Linked DNA regions of Mus musculus: all the other regions are linked to region 1. Evidence: chromatin contacts called from public HiChIP or PLAC-seq data. All regions are on one chromosome and are shown on one strand. The core of a region is the stretch at or near the end of the contact, and the rest is flanking DNA. Distances in the headings are between cores, read along the strand shown. Region 1 holds the start of Cpn1 (carboxypeptidase N, polypeptide 1). Region 2 holds the start of Got1 (glutamic-oxaloacetic transaminase 1, soluble). Region 3 holds the start of Scd4 (stearoyl-coenzyme A desaturase 4).

The links. HiChIP or PLAC-seq counts read pairs in DNA pulled down with a chosen protein or histone mark.
Region 2: a contact with region 1 is called in a FOXA1 HiChIP or PLAC-seq map of pancreatic cancer cells. The contact joins the promoter of Got1 here to the promoter of Cpn1 in region 1.
Region 3: an HNF4G HiChIP or PLAC-seq map of pancreatic cancer cells shows a contact between it and region 1. The contact joins the promoter of Scd4 here to the promoter of Cpn1 in region 1.

What each region holds. Positions count from the first base shown.
Region 1 is chr19:43,984,640-43,988,460 of GRCm38.p6, reverse strand. It overlaps Cpn1 (carboxypeptidase N, polypeptide 1), which reads left to right and starts at 1,941. Exons shown (of 9, transcript NM_030703.2): 1 at 1,941-2,395. The coding sequence starts at 2,173.
Region 2 is chr19:43,522,954-43,526,774 of GRCm38.p6, reverse strand. It overlaps Got1 (glutamic-oxaloacetic transaminase 1, soluble), which reads left to right and starts at 2,170. Exons shown (of 9, transcript NM_010324.2): 1 at 2,170-2,437. The coding sequence starts at 2,320.
Region 3 is chr19:44,331,723-44,335,543 of GRCm38.p6, reverse strand. Scd4 (stearoyl-coenzyme A desaturase 4) reads right to left here and starts at 2,218. Exons shown (of 6, transcript NM_183216.3): 1 at 2,029-2,218; 2 at 1,283-1,550. The coding sequence starts at 2,052.

The DNA of each region.
Region 1 (3,821 bases), core at 692-3,191:
AGGTCTCATTTCTCTTGGGTAAAGAACCAGGAGTAGAACTGTTGGGTTAAATGGAAAGTGAATATTTAATCTACAAGAGACTGTTGAACTATTTTCTGATTTTCCCATGAGCACTGTGTGAGAGCCCAGCTCTTCCCTCTCGGCCAGTTTCCCTGAATGGTCCTCTATGTTGTGGTCATGCTAAGGCAGATGAAGTGGTATCTCACTTGGTCTTAACATGGATTTTAATAACTAATACTGAGCATTTTGAAGAGCTGACCATTTGTACCTTGGTAAAATGTCGAATCCAAATTTTTGACTATTTTTACTAGTGTGTAATTATTGTATGAAGCAATGGGGGAGCTGTATGAAACTTTCATACATACCATATTGTATTTAACTGCCCACTGGCCACACTCACCTATCTCTCAACTCCAGCTAGTTTCTAGTGTATGTGTTTGTGTGTGTATATATAGATATACATATATATGTATATTATATATATGACTTTCTCACTTAAGCATTGCATCCTTTCCAGTTCCATTCCTTTCTTAAAAGCAACAATGTTTTATTCTTTATGACTGAATAATATTCCACTGTGTGTATGTATATCACATTTTATCCACCCACCCATTGCTGAGAGCCTAGGCTAACTCCAGGACATGCCTATGGTGAACAGAGCCACAAACTTAGATATAAAGGTTTCACTGAGCTGTGCTGAAACTCTTTGGGAATACATCTAAGAGTGTGATATCTGGGTCATATGGCAGTCCTATTTTTAATTAAAACAGCAACAACACGTCCTTGCGTCCATAAAGGCTGGGGATTAATTTACATTTCTCTGTGTCATCACCAGCATTTGCTGACGTTAGTCATTCTGGCTGGTGTGAGACTGACTTCCAATCTTGTTTTCATTTGTATTTTCCTGACTATTAAAGATGTTATCCATCTGGATTTAAAAGGCAGCGATTCGGCTCCTTTACTCGTTGGTTGGATTGTTTGATCTTTTGCTTTGTTTTGCTGTTGCTGTTGTTTAAATGCAATGGGTACAGGTATTTTGGGCCCATGCTTGCCTGTTTATCGTGTGTGTGATTGGTGCCTGTGGAGGCCAGAGGGGGCTGTCAGGTCCCCTGGAACTGGAGTTACAGGCAGTTGTGAAGCTGCCATGTGAGTGTAGAACTGGGTCCTCTGGAAAGCAGCCTTTGCTTTTAAACTGCGAAACCGTCTCTCTAGCTCCTATTTAGTTTTGTTTGTTTGTTTGTTTGTTTGTTTGTTTGTGTTTTGAGACAAGGTATAATCAGTTAGCCCTGGCTGGCCTGGAAGACCAGGCTGGCTTCAAACTTACAACAATCCTCCAGCCTCTTTGTGCTAGAATTATAATTGGGTGCCAGTGCATTCCACCTGGGATTTAATTTTTCGAGCTCTTTAAATTCTGGGTACTAATTCTCTATTGGATCCATACCTGGCAGGCATTTTCTCCTGCTCTGTAGGCTCTGCTCTGCAGAAACTAAAACATTTCTACAGTCACAACTGCAGAATCTCATTCTAATTTCCTGAGCTAGCGGAGTGCTACTCAGAAACCCATTTTCTTATGCCGGTGCTGAAATAGGATCATCTTCCTACCATTTGTTACAAAGTATTTATCATTGACAGATACATTATCAACTATGAGATTTCTAATTGTTTGCTCCGAGCAGGTGCCTCATTTCCTCAATTTGTTTGCTTTACCATTAAGATCTTTGAGCCAGGAAGACAAGACAGAGTCGTGCTTCAGAACGAGGTGGGGACGGGTTAAAGGGAGCGGGGCAGATCCTTTGTAAGTTGTAACTAGCACATGCCAACTCTCTTAAAAGCCCCTGGGAATCAAAGGGTTAGAAGCAGCTGTTTCTTGAGGCCTGTTTACCGTCCAGTTAATCAGTAAGCCAGAATCAATGAGCCTCTCAAAGTGGGGATGCGCCGAATCCTTCCAAAAGGGCTTCCAGATTTAGGAGGAGGAAGAGAAATGAGCCCGGAGGGTATTGTGGCTATCCTGGGGCCACAGGAATAATTCCCAGCATAGCAGAGGCGGGTCCCCAGTCTCCTGCAGGTGCGGCGAGTGCAAGGCTGGTTACTCTGTGCTCTGGATCCAGACTGGCAAAGGATTGCTTAGAGAGCGGGAGGGCACATTTCAGAGCCCCTTAGAAGCTCCGCGAGATGCCAGACCTGCCCTCAGCCTTCCTGCCCCTCCTCCTCCTCTCCAAGTTTGTTACCCCGGTGACCTTTCGTCACCACCGCTACGACGACCTCGTGCGGACGCTGTACAAGGTGCACAACCAATGCCCGGACATCACGCGGCTCTACAACATCGGGCGCAGTGTGAAGGGGAGGTACCTCTACGTGCTGGAGTTTAGCGACTACCCTGGGATCCATGAACCCTGTAAGTCTTGAGTGTTTTGGGGGCGTGTTGGGCAAAGAACTCCCTTCCTCTACAAATCCAGATAGAGTGTTCACTGCCCCAGTGGAGAACTCCATGTACAATGTATTTACCTCTTCCTCCACCCAAGAAGAAGGCAGGTGGCCCCACTTGGTTCTCAAGCTCCCCTAGGCCCCGGGGAGCTGCGACCCCAGTTCAGGCTCCAACACATTCCTCTTTTCTGAGTTCTGTTTGCTCAGAACTCCATGGGTAAAGCCCGTCTTCCTCCTGTTCCCGGCCCCCTCTCCTCCTCCCCCCCCCGCCCCCCCCCCATCTTTTTCTCTCACTCCCTCTACCAAGACCCAAAGACTTGGGATCAGGGCAGAAATGGTTGTCCTCCTAGTTCTCCTGGGAGATCAGGTGCGTCCTTTCCAGGAACCATATTGATCCAGCATGATGTGCTAGAGAGATTTTGGGGGTTGGGATATTAGCTTGCTGCTTTATTGTTAGTCTGCTTCTGTTATCAAAGCAATCTGTGTTTGCTTCAAAAATTAGTTCATGACCAGCCTGGAAACATTTAAAAAAGAAAACAAACAAACAAAAAAAGCCAAAAGCAACTCACCAGCTGAAACAAACAAACAAACAAACTAGAAACCAGAAGAGGCAAAACTAAGAAAACGAAGAGGGACCCCAGCACTCACTGATACCTAGTATTTACATAGACTGGCATCTCTCTTCTCAGACACATGATGCAATCCTACATCTCAAATACAAAATGGGAAAATGTCCCCCGCTTTTCTCAGTTCTTCATCTGTGTCGTCAACACAGCTTGACGGCACCATTCTTGGTTGTGTAGTGTGCTAGTCCCTTGTTTTCGTTAGCTGTTTACATTTCGATGAACACTGACACTCTTGTTGTTTTGTTTACAATGGTGACATCTCAGTTAAGTCACATGACTTATTTCAGAGGGTCAACAGCAAATCTCTTTCCCTCCCGTATCCCAACTCCACTCCATTTCCCATTATACTCCGCCTTAAATCAATGCACGGAAGCTCCCATGCTAAAGTTGCCACTGTCTAAACCCACCTAGTCCCAACTTGCCCAGGAGAGGCCAAAATCATTTCTCTCGCTACTAATATGGTCTTCTTGCTCTCTTGCTTTAAAGGTCCAATGGGGATTGACCATGAGAGCTTCCAAATTTTATAGAGAAGGCTCAAGAAGAGCCCTGTAGTTCCCCTGGGGTTAGATAGAGCCTTGCACCGCAAGTACCTGCTTTTTTTTCAGCTTGCATGCGCTCTGTGGAAGCTTAAGGCTGTTGATGGACTTTGTGAGGTTAGACTCTTTAGTCCACACCTCTTCTTGGTGCCCCTGTATACTTCCAGCACTCAGGGTCTTCCTTGAGGCTGTGGCAGACAGGGCAGGCTCTCAGACCCCTCCTTTCCCCTGAGTT
Region 2 (3,821 bases), core at 921-3,420, 460 kb after region 1:
CCACAGGTGGATCTTATGGAGGCATTTTCTCAACTGAAGTCCCTCCTCTTGTGTCAAGCTGACATAAAACTATGCAGTACCCGATCGCCACAGGTTTGACTGTGGAGCTGTGCACACCGTCAATACACATTTATTGGGAGGCTGGGGTGGCGATTTGGCTGGTAAGAGTGCTGGCTGTACAAGCCTGAGAATCTGAGTTTGGAACCCAGCACACATGTGCGAGCCAATAGTGACCATTATGCTTGTATCTCCTGTGCTCATCGACCTGAGGGTCTAGTAGAATTTGTGAGGTCCAGGTTCAGTGAGAGACCCTGTTTTAAATAATAAGGTGGAAAACAACTGTGGAAGACACCTGACATTCACCTCTGGTCCCTACACCCAGTTGCAGACATGTACATATTTACCCCTGCACATATGTGCTGCTGTGTACGTAACTCTAACTGAACAGGAACACAGGCGAGCACATGCACACACACACAGAGAAATATTTATTTGTTCTTAGCCAAACCAACAGTGTTTAGGTAACCTAGGGTTGCTTTTCTCCCTGGGAATGACGCAGGGAGTGACCATGACATTGTTGCCTAACGTTGTGAAGACGACACTTCTAAATTAAATTCTAGGAAGGCTAGGTTGCAGAACACCCCTCCCCAGTTGCCCTTCGGCTGTGATTTTTGGACGTACTCAAAGTGCACAGCCGATGGACCTTCCGTATTAGCTTGTGACTCTTAGGGGAAAACATTAATGAAATGCTTTGGGCAGTTTCCTTAAAAAAACAAAACAAAACAAAAACAAGGCGATGTTTCTGGAAAGAAAAAGACAGAAAAGCTTAGCAAGTAGTGCTCAAAGTTCGATGGCTTTTGTTTATCCTCTGAACCGAAAACTCGTGAAGATTTATCATGTTACCCAAAGGAAGCCATGATGCTGTTTTCTCGCAAAATACCAAGGAATTGGCGCCTTCCAGCATTGGGTGAATATGTAGTGGAAGAAACGGAGGGAGGTTTGCCAGATCCCAGGCAAAGCATCATGCCATCTAGGAGGGGGTGTGGACCCTGCGCCATAACAAAGCTAGTATTTAGAGAGCACTTACTGTATGCAACTAAACACTTTATGTGTCTTAACTCACCTAATCCCCACAACAACCTGGAGGAAAACACTATTATCTCCATCTTACAGAGCAGGAACAGGCCTGCCCAAGTAGGTCAGAGTCAGCCGGCATCTAAACCTAACTTGCCTGGCTCCAGAGTTAGGTTCCTACTCATCAGGAGGCTTTCTAAACTTGTAACGTCGACAACAAAACGCCCAAGTACAGGAAAGAGAGATGTCTAACCAAACAGCGTGTTAAGAGGTTTTATGGATGGCTGACAGATGTGAAATCTTCAAGGTCAACAGGTGGAGAAAGGATCTGGACAGAAATAGACTCTCAGGGGAAGGAGCAGCCTGACCTGACAGAAAGAAGCAGCAGTTTGGGTGTGTGCCAATCGATGATGACAGCACGCGTGGGAGGAATGCTGCAGAGAGAGGCTTCGCTAGATCCTTCAAGGTCCTTTAGGGCTAGGCTTTCCCGGCCCCGGTTATCTACCGGGGCTGGGGGTTGGTGTTAAAATTCTCAAGCTAGTATGTGCTCATCCCTTACTTTCTGCAGGGTCTCCCCTGCCAGCGATCAAGGAAGACAACACATCCAGGTTTCTTTCTGGGGAAGCACTGAGTGGAGACAGTCAAGGTCACCCACGATTGGGTACAGTGTGTCCAAGCGGACCACTAGAGTCCTGTGCCAGACACTTGGCTGTCAGCCGGGCCTGGCCAACGCAGGAACGTGCGCACCGCCGGAGCCTGGCGGCGACAGTCACCTGCTCAGCGGGTACAGAAAGACCTGTTCTCTGCTTTCCCCACGGGCGGGCCACCGCCCCAGGTCTCCAGGCCCCAGAAGGTCAGGAGGTTGTCCTCTGGGGACTCCCGCCACCCGCACCATCCTCATCACCCCAAGGAATAAAAGCCTCAGCGATTGGAACACGCTACGCCAATCATCCTAGCCTCTGCCCACACCTCCTCCGGTGTACATTGCATTGGTTGCATCATACAAGCCTCCGATAAGATCCTCTTCTCGAATTGGCTAGTAGAGGCTTGCCCCGCCTAACCCTTCTTAGTCGGAAGGTTGTGATTGGTTAAGCGCGTTGCCAAGCTCCGGACGCGGCTCGACCATTGGAAGCCGCGGGCTGCCCCGCCCGCCGGCGAAGGTGAGAGTCTCCTCCAGTCACCGGACCCCGCACCGCACAGAGCTGCTCCCGGCTCGTTCTCGAGGTCTCGGCACATTCTGTCGCGATGGCGCCTCCATCAGTCTTTGCCCAGGTTCCGCAAGCTCCTCCGGTTCTGGTCTTTAAGCTCACTGCGGACTTCCGGGATGATCCAGATCCCCGCAAGGTTAACCTCGGCGTGGGAGGTAAGGATGCAGTGCCTTGGAATGCGAGCAGCCTGGGGGGAGGTGGGCGTAGGAGGAGCTGAGATTTAGTTTGTGTCTCCCTGAGAGGAGCCCGAGGAGAGAAGGTTGGGACCACGAGGACATCACCAACCTACCCATTTTGCAGATGGCGATACAGAGTCCTTGGAAAGAGGGGGTGTTCAAGGTCACGCAGAACAGGTGTAACATCTGGGACACAAATGTTGTTTTTGTTTCTCCACCCAGTGTTCTTTATAGTACTTGTTCTAAAGCAACGATGGGGATGGTAAGGAGAGAGAAGTATGGTAGCTTTAGCGTCTCGTGGTCAACTGGAACTGGGAATGAAAGAGCTGTTAGCCTAATGGAGCTGTAGTCCGGGTTGAGCGAGTAGCAGACGCCACTTAGGAAGCCTGTTAACCCACATGGGGAAGATGTAGGTTTGGTTTATTCTCAGAGTGGAGCAGATGAGGCGAAGCCCATGCATCTCAGGCCACACACATCTGGGTCTTCATTTCTTGATCATTTGCCTTGAACCAAGTTAGCCTTCTGCCAAGGTCGTTTGTGTTGTAGTTTCTAAAGCCCTTTAACTCGAGCCTCCGGCGACTTCGTCATCACTGTTTGGATGTTTGAAGCTCTACAGAGCTTGGTGTGCATTTGGCCACGTGCAGAGGCCAGCCGAGGAGAGAAGAGTGAGCAGACTGATGCTCTCAGCAGGGAACCAACCGGAACTGAAAGCGCTAGAAGGTTAGAAAGAAGAAATGGAGTTGTTTTGAAGCAGAGGGTGACGTTAAGGGGATTCAGAATCTAGGTTCTTAGAGAGGATGTGCAAATATAGCCCTAGTGTCTCTGTCTCTCTGTCTCTGTCTCTCTCTCGCTCGCTGGCTCTCTTTCATCTAGGTTCTTAGAGAGGATGTGCAAATATAGCCCTAGTGTCTCTGTCTCTCTGTCTCTGTCTCTCTCTCTCTCGCTCGCTCGCTCGCTCGCTCTCTTTCATCTAGGTTCTTAGAGAGGATGTGCAAATATAGCCCTAGTGTCTCTGTCTCTCTGTCTCTGTCTCTCTCTCTCTCTCTCGCTCTCTTTCATCTAGGTTCTTAGAGAGGATGTGCAAATATAGCCCTAGTGTCTCTGTCTCTCTGTCTCTCTGTCTCTCTCTCTCTCTCTCTCTCGCTCGCTCGCTCTCTTTCATCTAGGTTCTTAGAGAGGATGTGCAAATATAGCCCTAGTGTCTCTGTCTCTCTGTCTCTCTGTCTCTGTCTCTCTCTCTCTCGCTCGCTCGCTCGCTCGCTCTCTTTCATCTAGGTTCTTAGAGAGGATGTGCAAATATAGCCCTAGTGTCTCTGTCTCTCTGTCTCTGTCTCTCTCTCTCTCTTTCTCTCTCTCTCTCTCG
Region 3 (3,821 bases), core at 969-3,468, 350 kb before region 1:
CTAGCCCAAGGACCATGGCTTGGCCTTCCTAATCACAGCAAATTCTGTTGCCCCCCACTTGGTACCTGGAAAAACTGTAGTCCTGAAAGAAAAAAAAAAGAGTTTTTCCTCAGTTGTATTTTCCCTGGCACCTACAGAACTTTTAAGGTAATGCAGAGCTCACCTGCTGCAGGTACTAAGAGACGGAGGGCAGGGGTGGCCAACACCAGCAGCCAACTTCTACATCACTACCTTCTAGAGGCAGCTACCAGAAAGTCTTCTGCCTTCCAGAGAGTGATCTCTGGCTCATCGTTCCTCAGAAGGTAGCAAGGGGCCCTGGCCTGCTCCTCTCTCCCTGATTTAAGAATTGGGAGTCAGAGGCGAATCTACCTGAAAGCACACATGTGGGTCCAGGGGCCAGCCCTGCATCAGCACATACGCACAGATCCCCAAGTTGCTGAGCTAGGGAAGAGACACAGTGGCAACCTTCTTTCTTGTTACAACAGTCTGAAGGCCAGGGTTTCTCAGTCTCTGAGCCTGGCTATTTTGGGCAAGGGGAGGTGGAGGTAGAGAGGAAAGAGCAGAAGGTTCTGGGCCCTTTGTCCTACATGGTATCCAGAGACAAGAGCAGGAACTGGCTGGCCAGGGAATGAATGGAATGTCACCCAATTCTGAAACCCCCCTCCCCCTCTATTTTTGTCATTTTAAGAACATCTTGCTAACTGACAGGACGGACCTGGAGCAGCAGAACTCTACACCAGTGTACTTGGACCGTGTGGGAACCTGCCTCATCTTTCTCTGGGGCAAACAAGCCTGTCCTGGTCAGAATCACATACAAATATTTTTTGTTGGTAATCCCATTTTATTCCTTCTTCTCCAGCGATCCCCTCTGGATAGTCTTACTTTACTCTGTCTCCCGACTAAGCAAATACCCCCTCATTAAGCCCCCATGCCTCTCAGCAAGGGCTCTAGTTTTCCTGTGGCAGGCAATGCTAAGTCAGAAAGCTTTTTGGACGGAAAAGCTCTTTAGGAGACTGTCAATCCTTTGTCATACAGTTATCCCTCCACCTTTTATAGACTTTAGCATCCAAGCTAAAGAACCCCCCAGATCTGACACTCTTGTACCCCAATCCCACGAGGCTCTGTTCCCCGTCTAGTTATCAGTATCTCAGAAAGTGGAGAGAAAACTTGAAAAATCTGGACAGAGAGCGGCTACTTTTCAGAATCAGAGTCTACCTTATTAAAGAGTTGGGGGCGGGGGAGACATGGGGTGCTGGCCCAGGGCGGAGGGTTTGGAGATTACCCAAGAGCCAGGTGTAGACCTTGCAGGAGGGAACCAGTGTGATCCCGTACAGGGCTCCCACGTGCAGCAGGGCCATGAAGATGATGTTCCTCCAGACGTACTCCAGCTTGGGCGGGGGTCCCTCCTCATCCTGGTAGCTGGGGTCATACAGATCATCTTTTATTTCAGGCCGGATATCTTCTGCCTGGAGGGGCATCTTCTCTTCTCCATCCTGCTGTCTCCGGGAGTGGGGTTCCATGATGTTGGTAGTGCTACACCTGCTGGAGATCTTCAACGGGAGGAAGTGAAAGTCAAAAGCAGATACATAGGACAGCAAGGGGGGGGTCCTCCTGTAATACAGCCAAGGCAGTAGAGGCAGAAACCCCAGTGCCCTGATCATAGGAAGACAGAGTACAGATGTGCTAGATGAAGCAGAGAAAACTTCCCAGAAACTACCTAGAATGTGTTGACAATCAAACCTCACAGTGAAGGGGCAGGGACGGGGATCAAACATTCATACCTCAAGCAACATACAAAGGAAAATGCATGTGCATGCAGAAAGGTATTGGCTGGACGGGAGCTTTCTTTCCTTTAAAGTCAACTGGCAACATGACTGCCACATCCCTCACTTGAAGGTCATACAAATCTAATAAGATATCTGAGATGTCTCTGTAGCTCTCAGCTCTGGCCTCTCTCCAGTCAGCACAGTCCCACCTGGTACCAAAGATCCTGTGCTAGAGGGAGGGGGTCATTGATGAAAAGCTGACCTCTTGTGGCAAGTGGGCCGTCATCTTGCTCCTTGGAAGCCTAGATCCTCTTGTGAAGGCAGAGAGAGCAAGGTCCAGGTCTGCAGCGACTGAGGATCGGTGAAGCGTTGAGTCCAGAGCCCACTGTGCGCTGTGTGTACTGCGTTGATGCCCGGCTAACTGTGCAGGTGTCACCAGTCAGTTCTGCTGTGTGTTGTTGTTTCCAGGCACAGGATTTAAAGGGTATGTAGAGCTGGCACTTGGTGACTGTGTCTGGTATTTGTTCAGATGTGCTTCATGACTGCCAACAAGGGATAAAGAATTCAGAGCTGGCTAGTCAAGGCAGCCCCATGAGGAGATAAAGACTGAAGGCGAGAGAGGGGAGGACAGCCAGCAAAGCCCACATTCACCTAAGGCAAGGCTATGGGATGCTGCACACACTAAGAGAGAGCCACCTTTGTCCCCATTCCTAGACAGATGGAGTATTCTCAGCACTCTGGCAAGCTCTGAGCAGAGGAATTTGTTACTCTCTTGTCTTCCTGGCTCTGGCATCCAGAAATCTGCTATCTCGCTGGCAGACAGCCCTCTGTGCCAACCTCCTCGGTTTCATCTCTGTGGACCCTGGGTCTCTGCCAGCATCATGACTGGAGGAATCTGGGGTCCAGTTCTCAAGCTTCATAGAGGGTAGAAAATGTCCACAAAGTGGGAAAAGAGTGAATCTGGGGGGTGAGAGTCAAGTTCAAGCCCAGGACTAACACAGGTGCTTGGCAAATGTGTCACACTGGGGCAGTTGCACAGTGGGGACAGCTCATCAGTGTCCACCACAATTCCACCTTCTCTTTCCACTCATCAGGTGTGGTGGGGGTAAGGGGGGGTGGACTGGCCTCCACCCCCAGATCTCGAGACAAGAGCAGGTGCATAGCCCGCCTTCTTACTTAGCATCTCAAGCCAGTGGCGGCTCTTCCCCACCCACCTGCCCAGGATGTTCAGCAGAATCGCAGAATGCTCTGACCAGCTCACACACACAGTCACACGCACAGGGCTGAGTGTCTGAGCCCACGCTCAGTCATAGGACTCGTTTCACAGGGGATAACCACCTCCAGACATTAGCATTTAATTACTTCCCTATGTTCCTGCCCCCGGAACATCTGCTGCAGGCAGGGAGGTCTGAAGATTCTCCCATCAGGTTGGGAATTGGGAGTCTTCTATAAGGAAAAAGTGGGAACCTCAGACAGGCGTTTACAGGCAGCAGAGGTGCAAAGGTTTGCCTGTGAAATAAGAAGACTGAGCTGGTATGGAATGACTTTAAAAAAAAAAAAAAAAAGCTAATACTAACTTTTTAAAAAGTCTCCCCGTGACCCATGACCTGTGGTTTTTAAGGAGAAGGAAGTTGAGATATAGAGAGCTCAGATAATTTGTCTGTGGTCCCAGGAGCCAGTGACTCACAGAGCTAGAAACTGATCATAGTAGGCAAGATGCCAGAGCCCAGGCTCAAACCCTGCTCGGAAAGCGATGCTGGCCTAGAGTCCCAAGACAAAATGACTTCACAGGCCGTCTTCAGTAGATTCACAGCAGGATGAGGAAGCTCAAACTGCAGGGATTTGCATTCACTAGGGTCTCCTGAGATAGACATCTCCCCTGTACACTTCCCCCCCACACACACACAAAGGAGACTATATGAGGGCAAGCATGACCAACTTGTCCCTCTGTGAAAGCTTCCTTGGCCTCTCCATCCTCTTCCCCTCTTATCAAACAGCGAGGGACCCCACAGTCCTTTTGGCTCCCCACATACTTTGCTTTGCTTTGACCCCACA